Linked DNA regions of Callithrix jacchus: region 1 is linked to region 2. Evidence: chromatin contacts called from public Hi-C data. All regions are on one chromosome and are shown on one strand. The core of a region is the stretch at or near the end of the contact, and the rest is flanking DNA. Distances in the headings are between cores, read along the strand shown. Region 1 holds the start of EPS8L3 (EPS8 signaling adaptor L3). Region 2 holds the start of GNAI3 (G protein subunit alpha i3).

What was found. Hi-C and Micro-C count contacts between places; a contact is called where the count stands out from the background.
Region 1: a contact with region 2 is called in a Hi-C map of skeletal muscle, with 3 times the contacts expected there. The contact joins the promoter of EPS8L3 here to the promoter of GNAI3 in region 2. A contact is called at or near these places in 3 of 3 Hi-C or Micro-C datasets (induced pluripotent stem cells and skeletal muscle).

The regions. Positions count from the first base shown.
Region 1 is chr7:147,630,109-147,637,092 of calJac240_pri, forward strand. EPS8L3 (EPS8 signaling adaptor L3) reads right to left here and starts at 1,444. Exons shown (of 21, transcript XM_054236633.2): 1 at 1,324-1,444.
Region 2 is chr7:147,438,244-147,445,182 of calJac240_pri, forward strand. GNAI3 (G protein subunit alpha i3) reads left to right here and starts at 3,790. Exons shown (of 10, transcript XM_035252410.3): 1 at 3,790-4,015. GPR61 (G protein-coupled receptor 61) reads left to right here. Exons shown (of 4, transcript XM_078332719.1): 3 at 510-587; 4 at 3,699-3,833.

The sequences.
Region 1 (6,984 bases), core at 194-2,693, 190 kb after region 2:
ATGCTGCGCTGGACCTTGTACATTTCTCTCCAGCAACAAGTCACAACAGCCACCACGGGGCTGAGAGCCTGATGCGGAGCCCCTTACCCACATCTTAGCAGTTCCTTCCCGCTGAGTTCACTTGTATTTACTTGGTGCCATCACTGTTCTAAGGGCTGTACCTTAAGTCACTCTAATCCTCAAAGCAACCTCAAAAGGCAGGTACTGGTACTGTCCCCATTTACCCGAGAGGACTCTGAGGCTCAAGGAAGGTAACAGGCCTGAGGTCACAAATGAGTGTTTAATGGAGAGCGAACCCAGACCTATCCGACTGCCAACTTTATGTTTTAATGGTTTACAAACATGCCTCTGCCCCTGGGCTGTGTGCTGTCACAGAGGGAGTCTAGAGAACACACATGTTGAAATGGAGTGGAATTAAATATGGTGTGTGTGTGTGCGCTGGGTGGGGATGGGGTTGGTCTGAGCGGGTCAAGGGTATGTGCTATCTGAATGAGGTTTGTGGGTATCCACATGTCTACATGGTGCACCTGAGTTGTGCAGAAATACTGGGATCCCCTGGGTACGTGCAAGAGAGCAGCTCACACCCTTGTTTATTAGGACTGTTATGAAAATGACAGAGGAGCTGATAAGATGACTCAGTGTGGACAGAAACAAACTGCCAGTGCACCATTAAGGGAACATGAAGCGACGGCCGGATCTCTGGTTTCCTTGTTTGGGAGAACCCTTTTTCTCTTCAGGGGTAAGGGGGGTCTAGAAGCTTGCTCCCCTCCCCCAGCCTCCCTAACCCCCATTGTGACACTTCCTGCTTTTCCATGCTCTCCATGTGGAAGAGGAAGTGAGGTCTTCCCCTGGTCAGCCCCATTCCCCACTCCCCACTCCCCATGCCCCACTTCCCCAGTACCAGGGTGGGCCCCACCTGTGGGTAGTTCAAGGTGGGAAAACAGTTGCTGCAAAAGATCCCTACCCAGGAAGGGAAGAGGGGACTGGTTTGGACTGACTTGCTCCTTAGGGCTGGGGGAGCTGTGACAGCCCAGTTTTCCCCTTTAAGCCCTAGATGTAGGAGTTTGGAACAGGGAAGGCCATCAGCTCAAAGACTCTGGGGCAAGCACCTCAGAAGTCCTTCCAAAGGCTGGACCTTGCTTTGCTTTCCAGCTCTCCAGCCAGCTGCTGAGTCCCAAGCCCCTCTTTGGGCTTCATCCCCTGGGTAGCAGCTGGGAACAGGTGGGAGACCTGGCTTGGGAAGCCACTGAGTTGTCCCCACCTGCCCTGGGATCCCCTGTGACTGAGCTGGGCCCTGATCTTGCCTGGGAGCCAGGCTCTTACCTGTGTGCCAGTGAAGCCGGGCGGCTAGTCCTCCGGAGGGGCTGGTCTTGGAGCAGGTGGTCCAGGGCTGGTGGCAGAACAGCGGCTTCTCTGCTAGTGGCCGCAGGCAGAGCCTGCCTCTGATGAGGCTTCAGAGGCAGCCACGCCTGTGCTCTTTGGACTCTGGCGGGTGGGGAGGTCTCCTGGCCACTAACTGCTCAACGTCAACCTGGACCCGCTACAGTGTTTGCTGACAGTTGTCCCCAGCTTAGCTAGAGACCCCTGCTTCCCTGTTTCCCCCTCTGCTAGCCTTGGTGTGTGGCCCCCTCTTCCCTCTGCCTTTCGGGTGCCTACTTTGGGGAATCAGGTCAGCATTAGGCATGGGGCTGGACCATAAGGAGAGAACACGCATGGCTCGGAGAGGTTGGGCTCTGTGGTCAGGGCACAGGTTGGCCGGAGGTGGACTCCAGGCTTGTGGGAAGCTGTGGGCCGGCATGTGTGCCATGTGTGTGCGTGTGTGGTACCCATAGGTGTGTGATTCTGTGTGCCTGGGTGCTGCCTGTGAGCAGGACATGGATCTTGTCAGAGAAGATGGGGACTGGGGCGCAGAACCACACGGGGCATTAAATGGAGGGCTGAGATTTCCTCCAGCAGGGTCCTGCATCCTGTCCCTTCCCACCCAGTGGGACCCCCTTTACCCGCCCATTCTTGCTCTTGCATTCTCTTTCCTTCTGTACCCCATCTTATGCTCAGACCCCTGGTAGATGCCTGGCCAGCTTCAGCAAAGATGGGAAACTGAGGCCGGGATCTATCTCTAGTCATGAACCTACCCACTTCCCATACTTCATGGTATTGAAAAAACTTTCTTGACAGGCTACCTGCCCTCTGGGAACTCACCAGTCTGACCAGCGAGGCCAAGTGTGAATAGAAACCAGGGAACAGTGCAGGAGGGGAGGTGGGGGTGGGGGAGGCCCAGTGAGCCTCAGACCTTCGTGGGCAGAGTGCAGGGCCCTGGTGCAGGGCCCTGTGATGGAGTGTCCTGTGGAGTCTGAGGGCTGGAGCGGTCCCGTGTTTAGCTTCCCTGGAACTATACCAGGAGATCTCAGCCTCCTCTCCCACCACCACCCAACCCACACTGCCCTGGATGACCTGGAGTCCACGGGTCAGATCCCAGGGAGAGTCCCCGCCTGAGCTGTGTGGGTTCCTGGCAGAGTCCAGTGGGCAGCCAGCTGCTGGGGCCCGGGGATCAGGTGCCTGTGAGGCCAACACCCAGCCGCGGCCCCATGGGAAGCAGTCCTGGGGTTCTGTTCCCTGGTCTCCATCTTGTGGCCCTTCACCTTCTTTTAGGATAGCACAGCCTGTCCCCTGGTTGCCTCCCACAGCTCCATAAAGGCCATACTCATATTTTTACCCCAGCCCTGGCTTGGGGCCCAGGCAACACTTCATTTCTGCCCAGCTCAGGCCAGGCCCATCCTTCCCATAGGCCCCTCCCCAAGTCAGTGTGAACACAGCAGGGACTCCATGAGGGCCCTGGGGCAGGGTGAGCAGGGGCAGAGGACCAGGGAGGGGCATTGGTAGTACTCTGCCCACTGCAGCGCCCTTTAGGGGTGACCCTGGGAGCAATGTGGGTCTCCTCAGACAGAAACCCTTTGTGGTCTGGGTGGGTCTGGGGCCTGGGGCCAGGTATCGGGGACATCTGCTTCCATGGAGCTCCACAGGAAAGAGGGACATCAGGAAAGAGGGAGAGGCCACGCTTCCCATTTCTGGGGATTTGGGGCCATAACTGAAGCTTCTGCACAAAGCTCCAGGTACCTCAGCAGTTCTTCTGCAAAGGAGTTCCTGCTGAGGCCTCAGGAGCTGGACTTAGGTTCGAGGGGAAGGAAGCAGGACTCAGAGGGTGTCTCCTTGAAATTGTGGGGTTACAAAGGCCGTGGGACCTCATTCCTTCATTCCTTCATTCATTCCACAGTTTCCTGTAGAATTGAGGACCTCCTGCCTGCTAGGCCCTGTGAGAGGCTCTAGGATCCCTCTGGAGGGCTTACAGACACCTTGGAATTCAAGCTGAGTTCATTATTTCTCAGCAAACAATCTCCCCTCTGATATTCCCATCTCAGAGAAGGCACCAGCCCCCAACAGTGTGTTCTAGCAGGGAGCTGGAGTCCTCCCTAAGTCCTCCCTCATTCCTCACACCTGATGCACTACCCCTCCTGGCAGTCCCACCTCTGGGGCAAATCCTAAGGGTCCTCCTCTCTGCCCCGCTGCTCAGACCCTGCCATACCTTCTGCCTTTGGCCCTGCCGCAGTCTCCTCACCTCACTCTCGTTCTCATTGATCCTGCCCGGCTGCCAGTAGGAGAAGCTTGCTTTTCTTTTTCTCTCTCTCTTTCTTTCTTTCTTTTTCTTTCTTTCTCTTTACTTCTTTCTTTTCTTCCTTCCTTCCTTTCTTTCCTTCTTTCTTTTTTTTTTTTTTTTTTGAGACAGAGTCTCACTCTGTCACCCAGGCTGGAGTGATCTTGGCTCACTACGACTTCCACCTCCCAGGTTCAAGTGATTCTCCTGCCTCAGCCTCCTGAGTAGCTCGGATCACAGGGGCATGCCACCATGCCCAACTAACTTTTTTTTGGTATTTTTAGTAGAGAGGGGGTTTCATCATGCTCGTTAGGCTGGTCTCAAACTCCTGACCTTGTGATCTGCCTGCCTCGGCCTCCCAAAGTGCTGGGATTACAAGCGTGAGTCACTGCGCCCGGCTGGGAAGCTTTCATAACTGGAAATTTGATTTTCCACTCCTTTGCCTAAAACCCCTTTCTGACTTCCCGCTGCTCACAGGACAACACCCAAACTCCTTCTCAGGGTAACTGAGGTTCTTGATGAACTCAAGGACGCTGTTTCTGAGTCTGGCTTTATCTCCCCCAGTGCCCTGCCCCTTGTACTTTATACTCAGCTTGGAGCATGGCTTGTAATTCCTTGAAGAGTCATGCCCTGGTACCTGGCTAGCCGCTGTTCTCTGCCTGGAATGCCCCGTGGAAACACTATACCTTTATGCTTCCAGTAAGCCTCCTTCAGAAGCCCAGGGCTGGTGGAGCTCTAGCCGGTGGCTTCCAGACACCTTGTCCACGCATCTCGCTGTTACTGCACGTATCACATTGAGGGGCATATCCCCATTAGATTAGAGTCCCTGATGACCCAGATTGTTTTCTGCCACAGTGTAGAGGGAAGGACTTGTAAACAGATGCACTGTTTACAAAGAACCCTACTCTGCCTGGGGGCATCAGGGAGGACTTCTCAGATGAGGGAATGCAAGGGCTGGCTCTTTAAGAATGCACAGTAATTCAGCCAAGAGGTGAAGTGGGCAGGGAGTGCAGGGCAGAGGGATTGCAATCCTACTGGATGAAGCGGCCTGGGGAGAGGTGGGCTGTGGTGTGAACTGTGTGGTGTGAACTGTGTGGTGTGAACTGTGTGTGTGTACGCGTGTGCGCGCGCGCAGTGTGTGTGGCAGGGACGTGGTGCAGATGACAGCACAGGGGTGCCCTCATCACCTGGTGGTGAGTGGAGTCATTGAATGGTTTTGCACAGAGGTGCAAAAAGAAGGCTGCTGGGTCTCCGTCTTCTGGAAGACTCTGTTGCTAGCTGGTTCTCAGCATATAAGGAGAAAGGCCGTGGTGGAGAGGGATATTGGATGGACCCAGGTGCACAGGCTTTAGGCTAAGAGGCCAAGGAGCCCCTCCCTCCACTCTGGCCTGGGTCAGGAAGCAGGAACTTCTCTGGATGCTCCAGAGAAGGCCCTGGTCACAGCTGGGAAACTCTGGATGGCTCTGGGGAAAAGAGCTCCGTGTCCATGGAGGGCTGTGTGGGAGGTAGGGCAGGCTCTGGCATTCAGAGGTGAATGGGTGCCGCCTCACCCACAGAACCAGACCCCAGAGCAGGGTCCAGCCAGCGCCTCTTGCTGGTGGACTGTGTGGATGAGGCATAGCCTCAATGTCAATAAGGGGCTGGGCCCTGAGTTGTGGTGGTCCTGTCTACGGGCTGACACCTGGCCCTGTGGCTTCTGGGGAGTCACAGCACCCATCCCTGCCCCTGCTTTCCCCAGCCCTGGCACGGGGGTAAGTGGCTTCTGTGAGCAAGGTGGAAGAGTAAACAAGACAGATGATGTCCCTCCCTCTGGAGCTAGTGTGCCAAGGTGAAACAAATGCATCTGAAGATAATCAGGGTCCTGACAGGTAACAAGAGGGAAATAAAGAGAGTGAGGTGGATCACGGCATGGGGATGGGAGGGTGTTTTGGAAGCTTGATGTCAGAGAAGGCTTCTCCGAGGAGGGGAGCTTCAAGCCTAGCCAGGGATGGGAAGGAGCCTGGGAGAGGGGACCAGCAATGTGAAGGGCTTGCAGCTGGGGGAGAGGTGACTGAGATGGGGTGGACAGGGGCTGGAGCGTGCAGGGCTCTGTAGACCGTGGCCAGGAGCCTGGCTTTTATTCCAAGGTCAGTTGGAAGACATGGAAGGGTTTTAAGCAAAGGAGTGGCATGATTGGATTTGTATTCTAGACACAACTCTGGCTGCGGTGGGGAGAATGGGCTGTGGTGGGAGGTGGGGCAGACTCAGGGGGACCACTGAGCGGCTGCTGCAGGGAGGACGGTGGGGCCGGGACACGGAAAGGCAGGGAGGATGGAGACTTAGGCTGCAGGTGACACATCTGGGATGCGCTGTGGATTAGAAGGGGAGGTTGAGAGGGTGCAGGGGGACCTATGATGACTCAGGTCTTTAGCTTGGACAACTGGGTGGGTTGTGGTGACATCTGGCAAGATGGGGAAACTGAAGAGAAGAAGGATTGGGAGATGGAAGTGAAGAGTTTCTGTTCCATTCTGGATGGCCTCAGTTTGAGAGGTGTCTTGGGCCTCTGGGTGGAAGTAGCAGGAGGCAGGGGCAGGTGTGAGTCAGAGCTCAGCAGATCGCGATGACCACATGCAGCATTCGGAAGCAAGTAGAGAAAGATGCGTTGATGATTCGGAACGTTTGCAGTGTAGAGGAAAGGGTAGATACTTGGCAGCTGTAAATACATGAATAACATTCAGAGTCTAAGACTCATGAGACCATGTGGGGAAAGTGTGTAGATAAAGAGAAGTGAGCTCGAGACTCATCCCAGGCGCTCCAGCATTAAGAGACTGGAAAGGAGGAGGGGAGACCAAGGGCCACAGTGAGCAGCAAGGAGAACTGGGAGAAGAGTGTTTCAAGAAGGGGGGTGGATGCCTGGGCCAGGCTACCATCTGTGTGTTTGCGGTGGGCCTGGAACCAGCTGGGGAAGACTGAAGGGTGTGAGGGTGAGGAGGTGGGCTGTGAGTGAGCCGCCCAGTGTAGACGGTGGGCATGAGAGGCTTTGCTGGGGCTGGGGTGGTGGGCCAGAAATGAGATCCCTGAAACTTGTTCAGATGTGTTGAGGGTGGAAGACATCTTGTTGTAATCGCTATTGGGAACACGCTACTGCAGAGACAGACGAGACAACACAGATCCTGGGCGTGTGGTGGGAGGGAGGGTGGTCTCTGTGGCAGGGCAGGGGAGAGCGGAGCTTGTCTCAGGAGCCTCTGGCTAGGCCCTGGGCCAGACTCTGCTGTGCTGCCCACCCCTCCAGCTGCCTGCCCTCCCCGATAAAGGCAGAGGAAGGGGCTGGGGGAGGGCGAGTGGGTGATTTGAAG
Region 2 (6,939 bases), core at 2,540-5,039:
TAATTGCACCCAAGCAAGGTAAGAAAATGACCCATGTTTTCTCATTTCCTTGCTAGGTTTAAAAAGAACTAAATTACAGCCAAGCGTTTCCATTTGAGTTAATAGATCTTTTTTTCTGGTTTTATACCTGAAATTTCCTTAAAGTGAGAGGACCAGTAGGGTATATTCCTTTACTGAGTTTGTCCAGAAACAAGACAAAATAGCAATTAGGATACATGGAGTAGAAGACAGTAAAGCTGACTGCACCTCTCTCTCTCCCACTCTTCAGAAAAGCTTTTCTGTTCTATTTTTCTCTCTTCTGCACACAGGAGATCAAGGGTGGAGCCTGATCTCAGCAGAGACAAGAATAAGGCAGGATGGCTTTTCCTCCCTTTTAGGAGGAAGGACTAGAATGACTGGGGATCAGATGGGTGAGGGTGGGGGTTGGCATTTGAATTGATAAAGTGGCTAGACACAGAGAGGCCAGGTAATCAGCCTGATCAATAATACCTCGAATCTTTTCTTTCCAGGACTGGCCTCCCTGATCTCTCTCCTCATGGCAGTGACCCACCTCCAGCCCCCTGGACAATCGGGTACAAGAGACTAAGGTTGGGCATGGGAAGGGTGGGGTTTCCATGATCTATTAAATGCCTCCCTACTCCCATTCATCGCTCTCAAAATTAGCTTCAGTGACAAAGACTTAAATCTCTCTCCTATCTGCAGCACTGGGTTGGAGAGAGGGCACAGGAGTTGGTCTTGGCTGTTCCCTGATTGAGACTGTAGGAACTGTGTTGGTTGGTATTGGTGGTGGTATTTTCAACAAAGAGGGAATAATTGTAAACTGGACAGGACACCCATCTGGGACCACCTGTCCATCGTACTTCCCTCAATTGAATCAGGTAACACTACAGGGTCAAGGCAGGGCCAGAGAGTGGTGTGGTCTGTATTTGATCAAATTCTTGGCTCACTGAGAATCAAACAGGGAAATGGGTTGGTAGGAGTGGGATAGTCTCCCCTTTAAACAGCTAATAAATAATTTTTATGATAAAAGGTTATACTGATATCAACATTGACTCCTTTAGTTCAATTCAGTGCATTAATAGTTGAATACCCACTAGTCCCTGGGACCCACACAGTGTGTGGTCACTGCTTTTAAGGAGTTCATAGTCTAATTTGATCAGATACCTTGTATTTTTACAAAGCACTTAGATCTGATAAAGCACTACGGAATGTGCTTGAGAAATATATTGGAGAATATATCCATGACTCCAACTTCTGAGAGTTCAGTCCATGGCAGCAAGATGCATACCTGAAAGCTTCCTGCAGACTGTAGAAAGCATGGGGAGTATAAATGAAACTCTCTAATGAAGTAAAAAAGTTCAGTGAAACTGGGCAAACAGCTTTCCCCCTTGTGTTCTAGGAAAATTTCTAGGATTTCTAGGTTTGTCTTCCTATCACTAGGCTATTATACCAGCCTAGTGCCTATTACATTGAGGAAGTCCCCTAAAAACATAGTATATAGAGGGAGGAGAGTCCTTTGTGATTGAAAAACATGTTCACCTCTCCTCTCTATTAAATTAAATGCATATTGAGGAATCAATCATTCCTAGACAGGGAATAAACTCCTTGCAGACTACTGATCAGCTAGTAGATCCAAAGCATTGCCAGCAGGTGGCAGTGTGAGTCCAGTGGAAGGACGAAAGGCGATTGTATGTGGTGAAAGGGGGAAGGGGAGGGCATTAAACATTGCCTGGCAGCCATTTTGTTAATTTATTTTGCCTTTTCCTTTGACTTTGCCCTCCAACCCTTCCTTCACATACATCAAAGGAGAAAGTTTTAAGAGCAAGGGTATCTTTAATTCAGGCTGAAATTTCCTGACACTGTGATCTCACTGGTGTTTATTACAGAGTTTGACATACATGGGTTCATTTGCCATTTATTTTTCCCTGTAGGAGTGGATCATGAAGGAAATAAAAATCTCTTTTATTAAGCTGAGAACTTTCCCAGCAATTTCTGCTGTGTTCACCTTCCAGGAGTTTTCTAGTCACCAGGATGCCTTGGTAAAGTTCAGTACGTAATCTTTGGCTCTGAAAGCTGTTCCTGGACAAAATCTGACCTAACTCACTGAAGAATCAACAGATTGAGGCAACCATCCGGTCAGTTACCTTTTCCTGCATCCTGCTGGTGTTGGGGTAACTCCCAATCCTAGATGAAAACCATAGGCTTTCTGTTGTCAGGTGTCTCCAGGCAATATCCTACAGGGGCATGATAGAAAAGGGCAACTCTGGAGTCAGACAGACCTACTTACTTACTGTGTGAAGTTGGGAAAGCTGCTTAATTTCTCTGAGCCTACTTCCTCACCTGTAAAAATGGGGATCATTATTACCTACCTCACAGGGTTGTTGTGAGGATTAAGAGATGGGATGTGGAAGCACCTTAGCCATACCTGGCAAATAGGTACTCAATAAATACTGGTTTTACTTCCTTTTCCTCTTGCCCTTTTCCCCCAAAAATATTGATAAGGAAAAAGCAGTCCCTTTCATTCTAACAGTCATTTGGGAATGACTGGGGGACTTTTTCAAACCTTGAAGAATTGGCATTGGTAAGAGTTATGGTGGATGAGGCTGTTTAAGATGGCTCTAATCTTCTAATTAAATCCTTCTAATTAATGGATCATCACTATATATAGACCTCTCTGTTGGAAACTTACATTCTAAAGTTCAGATTCTATTAGAGAAAGAAAGTAATTTACAATCACAGGGAAAGGTTTTAGAGACTGAGTTCCCTTCGGTAGAATGTATGGTAAATGTGGACTTATTTGGCTGAGAAGTTAATTTAGGACTACCTTCATGCAGTACCCAGGGTTATTAGTGAAAGAAGCTATCAGCCTGGCTTTCACAGTGGACTTAAGTGTCAGGTGATACTAGGGCTGAGAGGCAAATTTTACTAGACCACCTCCTTTTGTATGTTACTGCAACCGCAAATTTTAGTAGAAGATTCACAGGGATGCACTGGTTTGTTTTGGGGTGTGGAATTGAAGTTGACATATCTTGGTTTTAGTTCTAAGACTCTATGGTAGGAAGATCTGGCTTACACTAAAGAGAAGGGCAGCAGGGATATTTTATGGAGGAACTACAGGCTTAACCTTTCAAGTTATCGAGTATCTGCTAGTGATTTCAAGCGGCCTTTTGCCAGCATAGGAGTTAAGCAAATCTCAAGACCACAGAAATACGTCCATAATAGCATAAGGACCAGGGGACATTTTGAGAGGAGTTAGTGGGCCAGAGAGGGCAAAAAGGTCCTACCTAGGCACAGTCGATGTTACAATCTCAGATGTGAGATGTGAACGGGGCCCAGGCCGGGCAGTTTGTTCTGACATAACCCTAACAGAGGCAGTGTCCCACATTTGGGTAGGGGTCCCGGGTCTTCACAGCTAGAGATCAAAGGGGTTTTCTGGCAGGCGAGAAAATTCCCAGCAGAAATTCCCACGCGGTATGTAGGCTTTAATTTAGAAATCTCCGCCCCCAAACTGGCATTATGAGTTGGGAGGCCCCGGTTTTTCTCCATTTTACCAAATCAGGTAGCTGAAAGGTAAACGAGGCTTCAAGTTGGGCGGCGGGCAGCGAACTTAACAGAATCTCGAAACTCAGCTGATCCGCCGCCCAGCCCAGTCGCCGGGTCCCCGTGACTTCCGCTTTCGGTCTCAATTTCTCTCCCAGAGGAGAGTGGCTTAAACGGTAAAGGCTGCGGGGCGTCGCCGGAAGTGTCGTAAACGCCGGATGTCCGGTTCTTCTGGGCGCTAAGGGAGCTGACGGAGAGGGCCGCCGCCCAGCAGTAGACGCTGCCTCAGCCTGCCGAGTGGCAGTTCCCTCGGTGTGTGAGTGAGCCCGGGCCCGTGTCCCCTCTCCCGCCGCCGCCATGGGCTGCACGTTGAGCGCCGAAGACAAGGCGGCAGTGGAGCGAAGCAAGATGATCGACCGCAACTTACGGGAGGACGGGGAAAAAGCGGCCAAAGAAGTGAAGCTGCTGCTACTCGGTGAGGGGCTGGAGGCGGGGACGGAGCGGTAGTCGGGAGAGCCTGGGCGTTTTGGAAGGCCTCAGCGGGGTCTGGTCGGGCCGACGGAAAGGACCTTAAAGGGATCTGGAGGGCGTGGCGGGTGTGGGGCGGGGTGTTGGGGTTCATAGCTGAGGCCCCAGAGGGTGTGATGAGGGGGGTGGGGTTTTGGGGTTGCAGGAATTCGGCTTTGGAGGGTGTGACTCCGGGCTGGAATTGTGTTTAGCTGAGAGAGCCTGGGAGTATGGGGCGGTGGGATATTGAGGCAGTAGGAATATGGAAAAAGTTCATAAAGGAAGAGTTGATATTAGGGAAGGTTTTACATTGGGTTGCAGCGTGTTGGTAACGAGGACAGGGTAGAGTATATTTTGGGCTTGTGTAATGGTTTGTTTGGAGCGGCGTCGTTGTTTGGCAGGATAAAGCTAGGAAGCTTGAATGGATGGTATAGCGGCTGGAACAGAATGGTCACATAAGGACGTTGACATTTGTTAGAGCCTCTTGAACTGTTAGAGGAACCCTGTATTATCCAGGAACATGAAGGTAGGTAGGTGAGTTCAATAGCAAGTTATCAGGTATAAAGGAAAAGAGCTTGGGTGCAGAGGCCCTCTCTACTTTTCCACCGTTTTCTGTCATTTTTATTTTAAAGGTTTTATAACTCCTTTCTCCATTTTCATGAAAGGATGGGAAATGGTGTGAGCTGAAGAAATTTAAAGAATGACTTATTTGAGGTTTGTAGCAGAAGATCTAGTGGACAGGGGATTACACGTTGGAGGGTGCTGAGTCGTTGCTATAGATGATGTGCAGTTGGAATAGTTATCTTGGACATATTTACTGTAAGGAGTAGACTTCTTTACAGTAGGCTGTGTTATCCTTTTTGGCCTCTTCAAAGCAAAACCAATGACTTCAGGAATTACTGTTTATGTTACCTGATAGTCGTTTTAAGTGGGTTTTTGTGCAGTCGGATGCATTTTACTTAGCATGAGTTTTAAAATTTTTCAGAGGTTCAGTAACTCATACAAAGAATTTTGGCATTAGCTTACTAATAAATGAAGCCACACTTCTTCACTGTTAGTATTTTGTAGGGTAGGATTTCTGTTAGAGAAGAATAAGTAGGGGTAGAGGTTTCTGTAAGCAGTAAAACTTTACTTTTTAAAACAATTGATTTTGAGGACAAGGAGTCACTTTAGGGAAAGTGCTCAATTTTTGTGGTATAAAGCTCCGGAGGACAGAATGTGCCACTGTAACCCAAGACTTATTTTGTACTCCAGGACATTCTCAGTGCCCCTGCTAGTCCCTTAGTGTTAACGTATTTGGTTAGTTGTAGATTGCAGAAGCTCTGGTAATAACTTTTTTGGATATACTATAAAGGGAAAGTTATGTATGGGATCTTAAGCTTCTGGTTTGTATACTTGAACTTTGAGAAGATGCAAGTTCAGATTGTAGTTCTAGACTGCCACTGTCTGTATAGCAGGTGCATAATATGTACTCCTTTTTTTTTTTTTTATAAAGACGGTGTTTCACCATGTTGGTCAGGCTGGTCTTGAACTCCCGACCTCAGGTGATCCACCTGCCTTGGCCTCCAAAGTGCTTGGATTACAGGCATGAGCCACCACGCCCGGCCTGTACTCCTTAACTATTTACTGTTAACCAGCCTGGGCCAGCTAATATTGAACATTGGTTCTTGGTGCCTTTGTGAAATTTGATATAAACTATGACAAGTATTTAGGGTGTTAACAATTTCTTTATTGATTGATTATGAAATTAAAGATGTATTCTCATCTTCTGTGAGTGATTTGATTTACATTGAAAAATAGAGATACCCTCAGGACATCAGCCTATTGTAATGTAGTTGGAAACTTTGAGACTTTCTTCCAAAAGGCAGAATGAGGCAGACAGAATTTGGACAGGCGTAACTTGTCTAAATGTCTAGAAGAATTTTTATTCAGGATTTTATACATAGTGCATTTAGTTAAAAACAAAATTAAACACTTGATGACTTAGGAAACTTGAAAAGCAGTAAGTAAAAATCAAAGTACTGAACATATTTGCTTTTAATTTTTACCAACTTCATTCTTTTTTAAGAAACATTTTAAAAAATATTCTTGAGCAAGTTTAATCCATAAATTCAAAAAGGTTGCAGAAACAGATGTTCTTGGCTTGAGCCATATCATAACACATATAGGAAATTAAAATCTTCTGTTTCTATAAGCAAAATATACTCAAAACAGTATACAATTTTTTTTCCTGGATAATATCTCCTTTGCTGTAAATGCAAGTCATTTTTACTTCATCGCTATGGAACTTAGTTTAGGTTGAGATCTATCTACTTATCCTTGTGTCTCCTGGCACATGATAGGGGGTGTAGTTTAACATGGTGATTAATGCATGGGTCCTGAAGTCAGAGTGCTTCAAATTCTAATTCCCATCTACTAGTTATAACCTTGGGAAAGTTAATTTCTCTCGGCCTCAGTGTTCTTATCTTTAAAATGGAGAAAATAGAGCTACTTCTAGGATTGCTGTGAGGATTAAATATGCCAAAAACGTAAAGCAGAACACAGCTTGGCACATAGTATAGTACTAGCCATGAAGATTAGCTATTATTATTAAGTCAAAATGAATGTTACAGATTATAGGTATTATGGAAATTATACCAAATTAAGAAGCTAGTATGGGCCAGATTATTAAGAGAAACTTCAGTACTGTAATTCTTCCTTTGATAACCTTTAGTTTGAATTTTCTTTAGATGTTCTTGGAAAGGGCCGGGCTTGGTGGCTCATGCCAGTAATCCCAGCACTTTCTGAAGCTGAGGCTAGTGGATCACCTGAGATCAGGAGTTCAAGACCAGCCTGGCCAACATGGAGAAACTGCATCTCTACTAAAAAAATACAAAAATTAGCTGGTTGTAG